Linked DNA regions of Rattus norvegicus: region 2 is linked to region 1. A link is a contact called in public Hi-C data. All regions are on one chromosome and are shown on one strand. Each heading gives the region's core, a stretch centred on a gene start, on an enhancer-like site or on the middle of the called end of the contact. The rest is flanking DNA. Distances are from core to core; before and after follow the strand shown. Region 1 holds the start of Prag1 (PEAK1 related kinase activating pseudokinase 1). Region 2 has its middle 130 kb from the start of Prag1.

The links. Hi-C and Micro-C count contacts between places; a contact is called where the count stands out from the background.
Region 2: a Hi-C map of the A7r5 cell line shows a contact between it and region 1, with 3 times the contacts expected there. The contact joins the enhancer-like site here to the promoter of Prag1 in region 1. A contact is called at or near these places in 3 of 12 Hi-C or Micro-C datasets (the A7r5 cell line, Schwann cells and mammary epithelial cells).

The regions. Positions count from the first base shown.
Region 1 is chr16:62,841,433-62,847,440 of GRCr8, forward strand. Prag1 (PEAK1 related kinase activating pseudokinase 1) reads right to left here and starts at 3,100. Exons shown (of 6, transcript NM_001107315.1): 1 at 2,970-3,100.
Region 2 is chr16:62,969,162-62,975,169 of GRCr8, forward strand. No RefSeq gene overlaps it. Among named protein-coding and RNA genes, the nearest start is that of Prag1, 130 kb to the left of the region's middle. Within about 2 kb of position 2,445, at least 8 of the 93 cell types and tissues checked have an H3K27ac peak or open chromatin away from gene starts, as enhancers often do. A contact at or near this core is called in the A7r5 cell line, where this site is marked.

The DNA of each region.
Region 1 (6,008 bases), core at 1,850-4,349:
CTGCTCACTGTTCTGTTTCTTAACTGAGGATCTCCAGCATCCTTCGGGAGACTGCTCTAGGAAGGAAATCTTGTGGAGGTCCTGAGATAAACAGGTTCTCCTTGAACTGGGAAAGCACTGCCCTTGGGGGCTATACTCCACCTCCTCAGGTGAGAATCTGCCCGAGGTTAATTCTCTCTAAGCAATCAACAGGGCTAACCAGAGAGAATCACCAGGGGCTCTAAGGCTCCGAAGATCATTCCAGACTTCTTGTGGGAAGCACACCCCCTCTCGTCTCCCACACTCACAGACAAGGTGCTTATCCAATGGGTACAGACGCCAAACGTACCCCTGCTCCAGCCAGGTAATGAGGAAACGGCTTCCACAATAAACAAGATGAAAACACACACAGTCTGAAATCTGAGTGCTCCTACCATCAGTACAGGGTCTTTAATGATTCTTCTAGATTCTTCTTCCAGTCCACCCAAACAGCCCATTCCTTCTCTGCCAGATCTTCCAAAAGAGGTGGCAGGCTCTCAGCAAGCGGAGGATTCACAACCAGGTTATGTCTCTCTCCTGTAGTCACCAGCCTTGGAGAGCTAAATGCTTGCTGCTAAGTTTTATGAGGGATGCAGGGGGTAGGGGTGGGAATGGTTGGAAGGCGTTTTGTTTTAGCCTTCGGAGAAGTTGGGTTTGTGTGTAAAGCCCCATTAGAACTACCAGGTCGTAGCAAAGTCACATTCGGGCCCACGCCTACTGTAGGGAGGGCTCCAGCGCCCTTTAGTGTGCTTCGGGGAGAGCCTGGACAGGAGCTCTGTGGAGCAGTTTCCTGGGAAGCTGGGGAGGCTGGCATCCAACCACTTCCTCAGAGGCTGCGTCAGTCACAGTCACACAGACACAGCTCGGGGTGGCCGCATCTCATTTCCTCTTCAGCAGGCAACCCAGAACACCCAGATATCCCACTTTCTAAGGCTCCCCCCTTTTGTAGCCATCAGCCTCTGACAGCCTGGAGAGTTCTGATTATTGTACTGTCCTGCCAGAAGCTACCTTGAGACCACTCATTCATTCATGAGCACTCTCTTTGCTCTCTCCCACAACTCTGACATTTTCTGCAGGCTGATCACAACACAGAACACACAACTGCCCAGAAACACAAAGGATATTTTTTTAGGGGAAGTGGCTGAATAAGAGTAACAAAGGAAACCACGGGCTGCCCTGACTCACTGAGTCCTGTTAAAACTGGCTCCTTAGTCTCCCCCATCTCCTCTTTGGAGCTAGAACAGCCTCTGAAGTAACCCTTCTATGCCTGGAACTGTCTCCCGTTTGCTTTCAGGAAAAAAGATGGTGAACCATGCAAATGACACTCAAAGCAGGAGTAGAGAGAGCCCTGGGTAGTGCCAGCTCTCCGAAGCCTGGGAATGGCACCTTCCTAGCTCACATGCCTACCTCAGAGGGTAGGTGGGCCCTCAGGATTATGCAGATTCTCCGGTTTCTCAGTGGGAGGTTGCAGTGTAAGATCAGGAAAAGAGCTCAGCATTCTTTGTGATCCTAGTCACGATAAAATAGCATTGCTTCTGCAAACTTCTGCACCAGGATTTACAAAGCTGAGCTGTCAGATACACTCCCACCCCATCTCAAGAAGAATCTGAAGGATCAGACTGGCCAGATCCTAAGTATTTGGGCTCTAAATACCCCTCATATTTGCACCCAAATTTGCTCATGCTTTACTCAATAGAATTCCAAAAATTTTCCATCTAAATAATATTGTTTCTTATATTTTACAAAAACATGATGCAAAACCCAAAAAGGTATAGTATGTATGTATGTATATATGTATGTATGTATGTAAGTATGAATGGATGGATGGATGGATGGAAGAACAGCATATAGATTAATGCATTATATTCCACTGACCAGAGTGGTCCAGGCAAAAAGCAGGAAGTGACTACCCTAACGCCCCCACACCACCCCAGCCCCGGCACTGAGGATATTTACGTATCTTTTTATTTCCTTCTTTCTGAGCAATCCTAACTCAGCAGGAGGAGTGTGGACGTGAAGCCTGCACAGTCTGAACCAATAAGGGGAGTAAAGTTCTGAGGGACCCTAGGAAAGCCAACTTGCTTTCCCCAGGGCTTCCTGTCAAATCTCCTCAGAAGGGGCTGTAAAGGAGAGACGAGAACAGTGATCAGTCAAACCTTCACAACCCGAGTCTGGCCTAAGTGCCCTGCAAAACTCCTCACACCGGCTGTGCAAAACCACGGTTGAGCTTTACCTGGGAGGACAGAAACAGTGAGCGAGCGCTGTGGACTGAGAAAGCTCAGCCGCCTCCAGTCCCATTCCCAGGACTCACAAGTGGAGATTCTATTTTCCAAGTGCAAGCGTGCTCGCGTGTGCTTGTGGGTGGATGTGGGTGTGTGCGCCCGGCTGCAGAGAGGGTTCACAAGCAAAGGTTGAAAACTAGCTCCAGGTATGGAATGATCACCAGGTTCATCAAACGGATATCACCTTCCTTTGGAGATCAGCTGCAGCCTGAAGGTGGCTTCCTTGGACCCCCCAATTAGTCTGGCCGGAGCAGCCCGAACGGCCTCTGCCCCTCTGCTCCTTTGACAATACTCATGGCAGAAAGCAGTTCCCAACACACAAAACAGAGCAGCCAGACCAGCAAGACCAGTAAAACCATTACAGCAGTCTATCACCCTTCCCGGAACTCCAAGGAAAAGTTTCCCGATTTCAAAGCGGGCATTTCTCGAATGAATTGAAAATACCCCCTCCGGCTCCCTAGCTTTCCCGTTTCGGCGCCTGCACCGAGGGCACAACCCGGAGCACGAGGTCCGGACTCTCCACGCGCTCCGATCGGTCGCCTGTCACCCCGGGGGACGCCAGTAGGGGCTGGTTCGCCCCGCCACCACAGAGACTCTGCGAAAGCCCCTGGGCCGCCACGTTCGCCAGACAAAAAGCGGCGGGATCTGGAGAGAGAGTGGTGGGCTCACCTGGGGAGCTGCGGTTCCGCAGCTTCGCCGTCGGTGGCCCAGCGGTCCGCTGCCCCGCCGGGCGTCCCGGAGCATTGTCTGTAGCGTGTCTGCGCGCAGTGCTTGCCCAGCCGCGGGCGGCTGACTTCTGCCTGGGCCCGGCGGCCGGGTGGCAGCTGCGATCGCGGCTCCGCCCCCTCCGCCTCGGGTGACGCCGCCCGCCCGACTCCCGCCGCACCCCCGCAGTCCTCGCCGCTGCCCCGCGTTTCCACCGGGCCTGCGCGTCCCGCCACTCTGCCGGTCCCCAGCCCTGGAGGGCGGGAGATCGCCCCTACCCAGGTCCCTAGGAACTCCGCACTGCGCCCCGCCCCCTCGCTCGCCACCGCGAGGCTCCGCCCCCAGTCCGAGCCCTGGCGCCCCTGGACCTGGAGCTGAGCCCCCAAGAGCGTCCCCAGCTCAATCCTTGCTCAGTGCAGTTCTGCTAGGAAGATCTCTGATGCTCCCAGCTTTCCTTAACTACAATGCTCAGATAGGTGTGCCGGAGTAGATTTATTCTCATCCCTCCACCCGGACGACCCTGGGAGACCCTGGTGGGGAGGGAGAAAAAGAACGAAACACGGAAGAGAGGGGGTCGGGAGTACAATGATAAGATCAAGGGCGGTGGGCTGTGAAAGGGGCGTGGGCGTCGTCACTACCACTTACTGTTATCCTACGAGCTGGGCTGGCAATTCTGAGATTTCAGGTCCTGCTCAGCTCCTCATGTCCAGGCCTCTGACAAATGGTTCAGCACATCTCTTTGAACTTTAGTGTTAAACATTGGAATGCAAGTGTTGGCCTGGAGGACCGGCCTTCAATCATGCTGGGGCACCCAGCTCCTCCACCTGTGTTTACACCCGTTTCCAGTGCGTGAGTCACTGGCTGAGATACAAGGAGTTCGAGATATTGTTCCTCGGGCGAGAAATCTTTTAACTCCCAGGAGAACCAGCCAGTCACCTCCCTTCCTCCAGCTGCCTGAGTAGGACAGACTTGCACCTTGCCCTGGGTGTTCCCCCGAGAACCCAGGCATTGAAGTTACCTCTCAGGGCTAAGCCTGAGTGAAAATGGAATTCTCCCCCGCCCCCCTCCCCAACACGTCTGGTTGCTTCCCTCTGCTTTACAGAGACAGGGCAGTGTAACTCCTACTTGGAGTTACACCCTTAATCAGGATGACTCTACTTCGAGAAGGAAGGTACCATCCCAGCCACCCACCCCACCCCACGCCCTCTTCTTCATGTGGTGCTAACACTGGCAGGGCTATATAGAAGTTGCAAGAGGGGAAGACATGTTTTGGATAGCTTCTATGTGAGAAGGGGAAAGAGACCACAAGGAGAGTTTACTCATCACCCCTCATTACGCATATGAGTGTGGATAGAAGGAAAAGAAGATGCAGATGGATGGAAGCAATACGAACATTTACAAAGAACCGACATCATGCCAGGCACCGTCACAGGGCGCGGTTAGCACGTTCGACACAGCATAAAATAGGTCCGGAAGGGGCCTATCCTTTGCCAGGGCTCCCCGGGTGAAAAGCTGTAGTTTTGAGATGGGAAACCAAGAGCTGCCTGACTCCACTGAGAGTCCGACATGTTGCCCTACCCACCAATCCTATCAACCAATTCGTAGGAAAACTCTGGTGGAATGGCGCCAGTAGCGTTATGTTCTCCCGAGGGATCCACTTACTTTAGACACCAGAGGGGAAGGTGCCAACAAGTAGGCAGGTACAAAATGGTCTGCACTGGACAAACAGTCCAGACCAAGAGGGGCTTGCAGTTCAGTAACACTGGGCCCTCTCACATGGGTTTTTGACTCATTCATGGCTCTCAGGATTCAGAGCTGCCCGACTCCACATCGTCCATTTCTTTCATTGCAAAGTCCTCTCCAAGGGGCATAGACACTTCCCACGATAAGGCCATGCCAAGCACATAAAAGACACCTTCAACTCTTTACTTCCTTTACCTAATGCGTCCTTAATGCACAAACAACCTAAAGAATCCAATTAAAAGAATCGAAGTTTACAACAAACATGGCGGGACAGCGAGACCGCCAGGGTTCTATATCATGACACAGCGAGGGAAGGGTTAATTTGGAATTTCTGCTCCATAAACTGTTCCCAAATGGTTTGCTGCACCCATAAGAGATAAATACACAATACTGCCGCTGCTGATCCATAGCGTGGCTTCTTTTCTTTTCTTTCCTTCTCTTTTCTTCTCTTCTCTTTTCTTTTCTGCCGGTAGCAGAGAAGTCTTCAGCCTGCCTAATGAAAAACAAATCTTCAAAAGTGACTGAGACAGGCACGAAGTACCACCGGCTTGCACAGCACTCTTCCTGCAGCTCTGAAGTGGGTTGTGTCCCCTGGTAAGCTCACGCGTGTGGTGGCCATTCCGCTCAGACTTGCACCCCGCACCCTGCAATGCAGTGCAATTTGTGCGTGCTCAGCATCTGGCGGCTTACTGGTTGGTTTTCATGGTGATTTCTACTCAGGACCTGAGTTCTTAGATACAGATCGGACCTTTTATAGGAGCAATTCTCTTGGGTGTTTTAGTGCTTGGGCACCATTCTGTACAAGAGAGCAGTTAAATTTTAGGAGATTGAGAGACAAGATTGAGACGGGGGTACTTTGGGGTAAGGTAAAGTAGTTTATATCTGAAGATCCCAAGAGGCAGAATCAGGAAGTATGTGCCATTAAGTTATGTTAAGAAAACACCAGCTGGGATATTTGAGAAGGCTCAGAAAGCATGAAGACCGGGCTAAAGAATTCTCATTCATGGTCTTTTTCCATCTGACCAAAACAGAAATGCCTCTCACCTTAATGTCAGAAAGGTGTTCAATTTCAGTCCATGAATATTTATTGAAGTTGCTTCTCCCTAGGAAGCTATGGATGGGGTTTTATAGGGGAAACAGTAAGAGACAAGTGGAAGCTCTCAGAAGGGAATGGAGTGAGTTGGGGCGGGGCAGAGAAAGAGACACAGTAGCCCTTTCATGGAGGAAGGGACCTTTGCACAGTGAGAAAGGGACAATGGG
Region 2 (6,008 bases), core at 1,195-3,694, 130 kb after region 1:
TTCTATTAGTTTGAGTGTATCTGGTTTGATGTGGAGGTCCTTGATCCACTTGGACTTAAGCTTTGTACAGGGTGATAAGCATGGATCGATCTGCATTCTTCTACATGTTGACCTCCAGTTGAACCAGCACCATTTGCTGAAAATGCCATCTTTTTTCCATTTGATGGTTTTGGCTCCTTTGTCAAAAATCAAGTGCCCATAGGTGTGTGGGTTCATTTCTGGGTCTTCAATTCTGTTCCATTGGTCTATCTGTCTGTCTCTGTACCAATACCATGCAGTTTTTATTACTATTGCTCTGTAATACTGCAAATAATTTTCCATAAAACAGCCCCCATAGTTATATGGTTAAGACAACCCTCAGAGTTACATGGCTAAGACAACCCTCATGTTTACATGGCTAAGACAACCCCCAGAGTTATATGGTTAAGACAACTCTCATGGTTATATGGCTGACCACAGGGTCATAATGTTTAAAATTCATATTTTGTGACTTAATTGAAGATACTTTGAAGCGAGTCTGTCATTCCACTTATTTCAGCCTCTTTTGTTTTCATTGCAACTACACGAGTACGAAGACTTTTTGGTTCTTACTTGGTACCAGTGGTTTTGTCAATATTACTTCCAGCTGGCCAAGATAAAAGCTGATATAGAAAAAGGGGCATTTAAGAGTTGACCTTATTGTGAAAACGGTTAGGTCATGGGCTCCCAGAAATGGTCTTGGGGAGCTCTTGGGTATTCTCTGGGCATCATTTTTAAAGAACTTCTGTCCTATGAGGACTGGAGAACCCCTCTCAGTGACTGTAAGTACCCCCTGCTTGTTGAGTGCTGGTCACCCCTTCCCCCATAAGGTAACATCAGTCCATCAAAGTCCAATTGTTTATACGCAGCACGGAACAGTTTGGTTACAGTAGCTAAACTAGGCTTGGTGCTAAATCAGTTCTTTTTCCTAATGAAGTTCTTTCCTGCCCTCATGGAACTCACCTACTACTGGAGAGATTCAAGGGGCAAAGGGAACAGGAGGTGTTTGGAGCAATGCACGAGAAAGTGAGAGTTCGGTGGAGAAGCCCGGAAGAAGGCTAAGAGACCCTGATGGAGAGATGTGATATTGGAAGCTTCGGGGTTTCCAAAGCCAATTTAGCCTCAAGCTCTTGAGGATGCAGTTAGATGCATTGGGGGTCACATCATGGCCACACAAAGCCAAGCAAGCGAGCAAACAAAAGTGACAGAGAAATAAGGGTAGAGAGGGATGCTCATGGCCTACAGCTGTTAGAGAAAGCTCAGACACATAGGATTTTACATAGAGTAGGCAGGCCTATTCTCCAGCGTACTCAGTTTGAGAAGTTCATTCCTCAGCATATTCAGCTTAAGGTCATAGCTCAAGAAGAAAAGTAGGGCACCCAGGAGTTTGCCTCTAAGGATACTTGCTGGACATTGGTCTTAGACAACACAGCAACACTGATAACTTGGTGAGCTAACCAGAGAGTTCTGCTCAGGGAGATAGAACAACACATTTCCAAATGAGCATCAGCCTCAGGAAACCTCAAACGGTGTTACCAGGAAAGCCCTACTCCTTTGAGTCAGGCCTTTGAGTCGATTTTCTTTTAGACATGGAACCTCTCTGCATTTATTCTGTAAATGTGTAGTAAGCGTTTTCTTTGCATCCTGCTCTGTGGTAAGTGCTGGGAAAAGACAGGTCCTCTGCTAAAGTAGTTTAGGGATTTAGAGCAAAGGCGAGAAGAGAGTGCATTCCAGAGGCAGGGAGGGTCTGTCACACCCCAACCTGCTGGGTCAGGAGGTGACTATGGCTAAGGAGTATACACAAATTCATACACACACACACACACACACACACACACACACACACAGAGAGACAGAGAGACAGAGAGAGACAGAGACAGAGAGACAGAGGCAGAGACAGAGAGACAGAGGCAGAGAGACAGAGACAGAGAGACAGAGGCAAAGAGACAGAGATTGAGAGGCAGAGGCAGAGGCAGAGGCAGAGGCAGAGAGAGCATTAAGTGCTATGTCTGAGATCCAGAACTTCCTTACCATATTAGACTAACATTTAGGAAATTCTTCCAAGGACATAGTTTAGTAGTTCAGTTGGTAGAGTGCTAGCCTTGCATTCAGGAGACCCTGGGTTCAGTCTATAGTTACAAAAAAAAGTCTGACAGCCTCCCTCATAACCACAGAAGCTTAGGAAACAGAAACTACAAACAGTAACCTCTTTAATATCCAGGCCAAGAAGACATTAGTTATATTTTATACAGAGAAAGGAATCAAGGCCCACAGAGTCTACCCACTCTACTTCTCAGCCATTACATCCCGCCAAAGCAAACAAAGTTTGCCTGGCATCAACTTCGAGACACAGAATTCATCAGGTCTCAGCTCTGCCTGAGGCGAGCACATCTCATCGCTCTTTCTCTCAGCTTCCCGCCTTCCTTCTGAGTCAAGGCCTGTCCTCTCTTTCTGGCTGCATCTGGCATTCCTTAAACACTTGCTCACCTCTTACAAGTGACAGCAGATTTTGTTCCTCTGGTTGACCCTTTTGTGCTGGTTCGCAGTCTTTTTTTATGGCTTAATCTGCTCCTGGTTACCTTGGACAAAGTTTTCCTAGTTCAGATAGATATGCATCTTGGGTCCTTCTGGATCAGCCTTCTGGTTCAGGATCTAGACTGTCAGCCTCTCCAAGGCTTGTGCAAGTCCAGGGTAAACTGAGAAGGCACTCCCTCAAAATTTGTGCGCAGAACCACTGTCTAACAATACCTTTGTCCTGGCTTCTAAAAATGGCCTTAACCTCTGAAAGTCTCCTGCCATCTACTTGGAGAACTAACTATATTTACTCCTGTACAATAAAACATACAATTGCCAGGAAGACTTTAAAATCAGTACAGTTTTCTCTGAATCACAAACCAGTTTCCGCCCACACTCACCCAGCTCAATCTTGTTTCTTTTGTCCTACTTTATGTTCCTTTTCAATAATCAAATTTTCAAGTTTTTTTTTGTGACTCATGGAGGATTAATCATTGATTCATTCATTAGATAGTTCAAACATTTATCAGCATCTCCAATGTGTCAAATGGTAGACAGCCTCTGTTTTCTGATAACCAGTCAGCAGTTGGACACATAAGTGGAGTACCATGCTAGAAGCAGGTTTTATGATTTTTTTGGTTAACACGGGTCTGCTTTGACCCTCGATGCTCCTTTGGGCTGTTTTGTGCTTTTCTGTCCCCCCCCCCAAGTGAGATAATATCCTATAATCAATTTGTATCAGATTCAAGGCTTAAAGTATGTACTCTAACATGTGATTTATTATTTCCATTTTAATTTCTGAGGGGGAGGGTTACAGGCTTGCTGGCTGCCATGTGAGACTCCCTCAGAGCTGGAACAAAGGGAGGGAACGAGGGAGGGAGAGAGGAAGGGAGATGGGGACAGAGAGGTCTACCTGACAGTTCCGGTGTGAAGCTTTGTACTTCCTGCGTCTAGAGGTTAGCATCATGGGCTCTATTGCTGCTCGCTTCTCCTTTTGGATTCTCTCATGACCTGAGCATAGCCTACATTTTGGATGATCACTCCTGGTTCTCAGCTACTGTCCTTGGACAGCTGTGTTATCAGCCTTTGAGAGCCTTTTTATAGTTGAGTGTCGGCTTCAGAATACCTATTCGTTCCTCTGTTGTCGAATGGTGGGACTGGATGTTCTCAGTGTCTTGGTGGTCTAAGGCAATGGTTCTCAACCTGTGGGTTGAAGCCTCTCAGCAAACCTTGATCACCAAAAATATTTGCCTTATGACTCATAATTACATTTATGAAAGAGCAACAAAAATAGTTTTATGGTTGGGGGTCACCACATCATGAGGAACTGTGTTAATAGGGTCACGTCATTAGGAAGGTTGAGAACCACTGGTCTAAGTGATAATAATCAGCTATGGAGAAAAAAATGTTTTATTTTAATGCCTTTTACAACCAAGGGTGTCAGGTCCAAAAGAAACCCAGGACAAGTGGCTAAACTATGGTGCCTATTAGCATAGCAAACTTCTAAGCATAGCTAGCTTCTAAGCTCTCTCAGCAGGTTCCTGTTACAGAGTTCCTTGCTCCTCCCTTGGCTCCTCTCAACCTTCTCACCCACCCTCTGGAGCCCTTGAGATTCGCTTCCCTCTCCCTAGTTTCTGATTCCTGCATACCCCTGCCTTTCAGTTATGGGCCCTGCCCTCTTTGCTCTCTTGGTTCACTTGCCCTTTCTCCTCTTCTCTCTTTTTTCTTCCTCTCTTGCTCTCCCCCACCTGCAGCCCGTTTCCATGGCCCAGTTCAGTCTACTAGCTGTATTTAGTCCTCTACTTTCTCACCCTGCTCTGGACTCTTCCAGATGTCTCTGGCTGTACTCTCCCTCATAGCTACAATAGAAACCTTCTCCTCAGCTATACCTTGGAGCAGTCACATCCTCATTCCATTCGAAGGGCAGTATTCCTACCTAAACAACAAAGGAGTTCCAACTTTAGTCTATTTTAGTGTGAAACTCAGGCTTAGTACTTCAGTTAATATAGTTGAGGTCCATCTTGGATAAATGGTTTTGATCCTATGATCGTAGGGATCAGCAAACATGTTGAACATGTTCTTCCAGAAGCTTTTGAAACCATAGCATTGGTCATGATTGGTCATAGCTCACCCATGTCGCAAACTCTCCTTCATGGTGGGAGCTGTTTGTAAGTTAGGTTGACTTTACTTGGCTCATTCCTCCCACCGGGACTAGCCTTGACTTCACTGTTCTGTGTGAATACAAACATAATGATTAAGTGTGTATTTTCACCTTTCCCTTAAGAAAAAAAAATGGTTAGGGTAAGAAGCAAGCATCGGTGAGAGATTGTATGAGGCCTGTGGAGTTGAAAGGTTGAGAGAGAAGCCTGGGCCTGAGCCTTAAGAAGTTTCCTCGGTGAGCTCTCTGGCTAATGAATGTTCCTTCCCTTTGGGTCCTCAGATCTGAGGCTCTCAGTCCCAACTGTAGCTATCTTCTTCTCTTCAGTTTGCTTTTTTTCCTGGAAGTATTGGAGGGGTTAGCTCATGTTCTTCCCACAGAACTTTTTATTGAGCCAAGCATTTATTGCTTAAGTGATAAGTAAATAAGAAGGAAATGGTACGTGCCCCCAACAGTTCAGATCTAGTCGACAAGAAAGGCAAACAAGCCACTAATTCTAGTATAAGCACAGTCCAAATAAAGGTGAAAGCTAGGGCTTGAACAACAGAGTGAGAAGTTTGACTGATGGATGAAGAATGTCTTTGAGAAGAGTTGACAAGATGACTTTGGAGATGCAACTTCTAGAAGGTAAACAGGTAAAAGAAAGAATTCAAATTGGGGAAAAGAGCCTGAGGGGAGGCTATGGCAAATATACTGAGAAATGAATGTCTTAGGAGCAATGACTTACAAGTCAGGATATAGGCAGAGTTTGAATGTAGAGCTCGCTGCCCAGTACCATGGCCATTACCTATGCATTGCATTTGGACAAAAGACACAGGATAAGTGTAAATACACACAATACTCTCATGACTAGGTCAAAAAGAACATAGTATCACTGATTAAAAATTTTTACTGAGCAAATGCTGAAAGGATACATTGAATACGATGAGTAATACAAGATATTATTAAACACACTTCATCTATTAACACATTTTGGTCTGGCTGCTAGAAAATATAATAGCATCTACAAGGCTCACTTTATATTTCCACTGGACAGTGTTGGCGTAGAAACTGAAATGCCAGGAATTTTAGCATTGTTTTATAAACCATGGGAGATTTTGTGCAAGTAACTTGTGGTGTGTGCTCACTTCAGTAAAATAATTTCCAGTTCTTACTATGATCCCTGTTGGCGTTTTGTGTTGGTTCAACAAACATCTCACTGAATCTATATATTTCATCCAAGTGTGTATCCATCAAAATTGCCCTAAAACTTTTTATACTTTTTCTTTAATTTGCTTATTAGAAGGTTATTAGAATAAACCTGAGCATTTGATTCCTT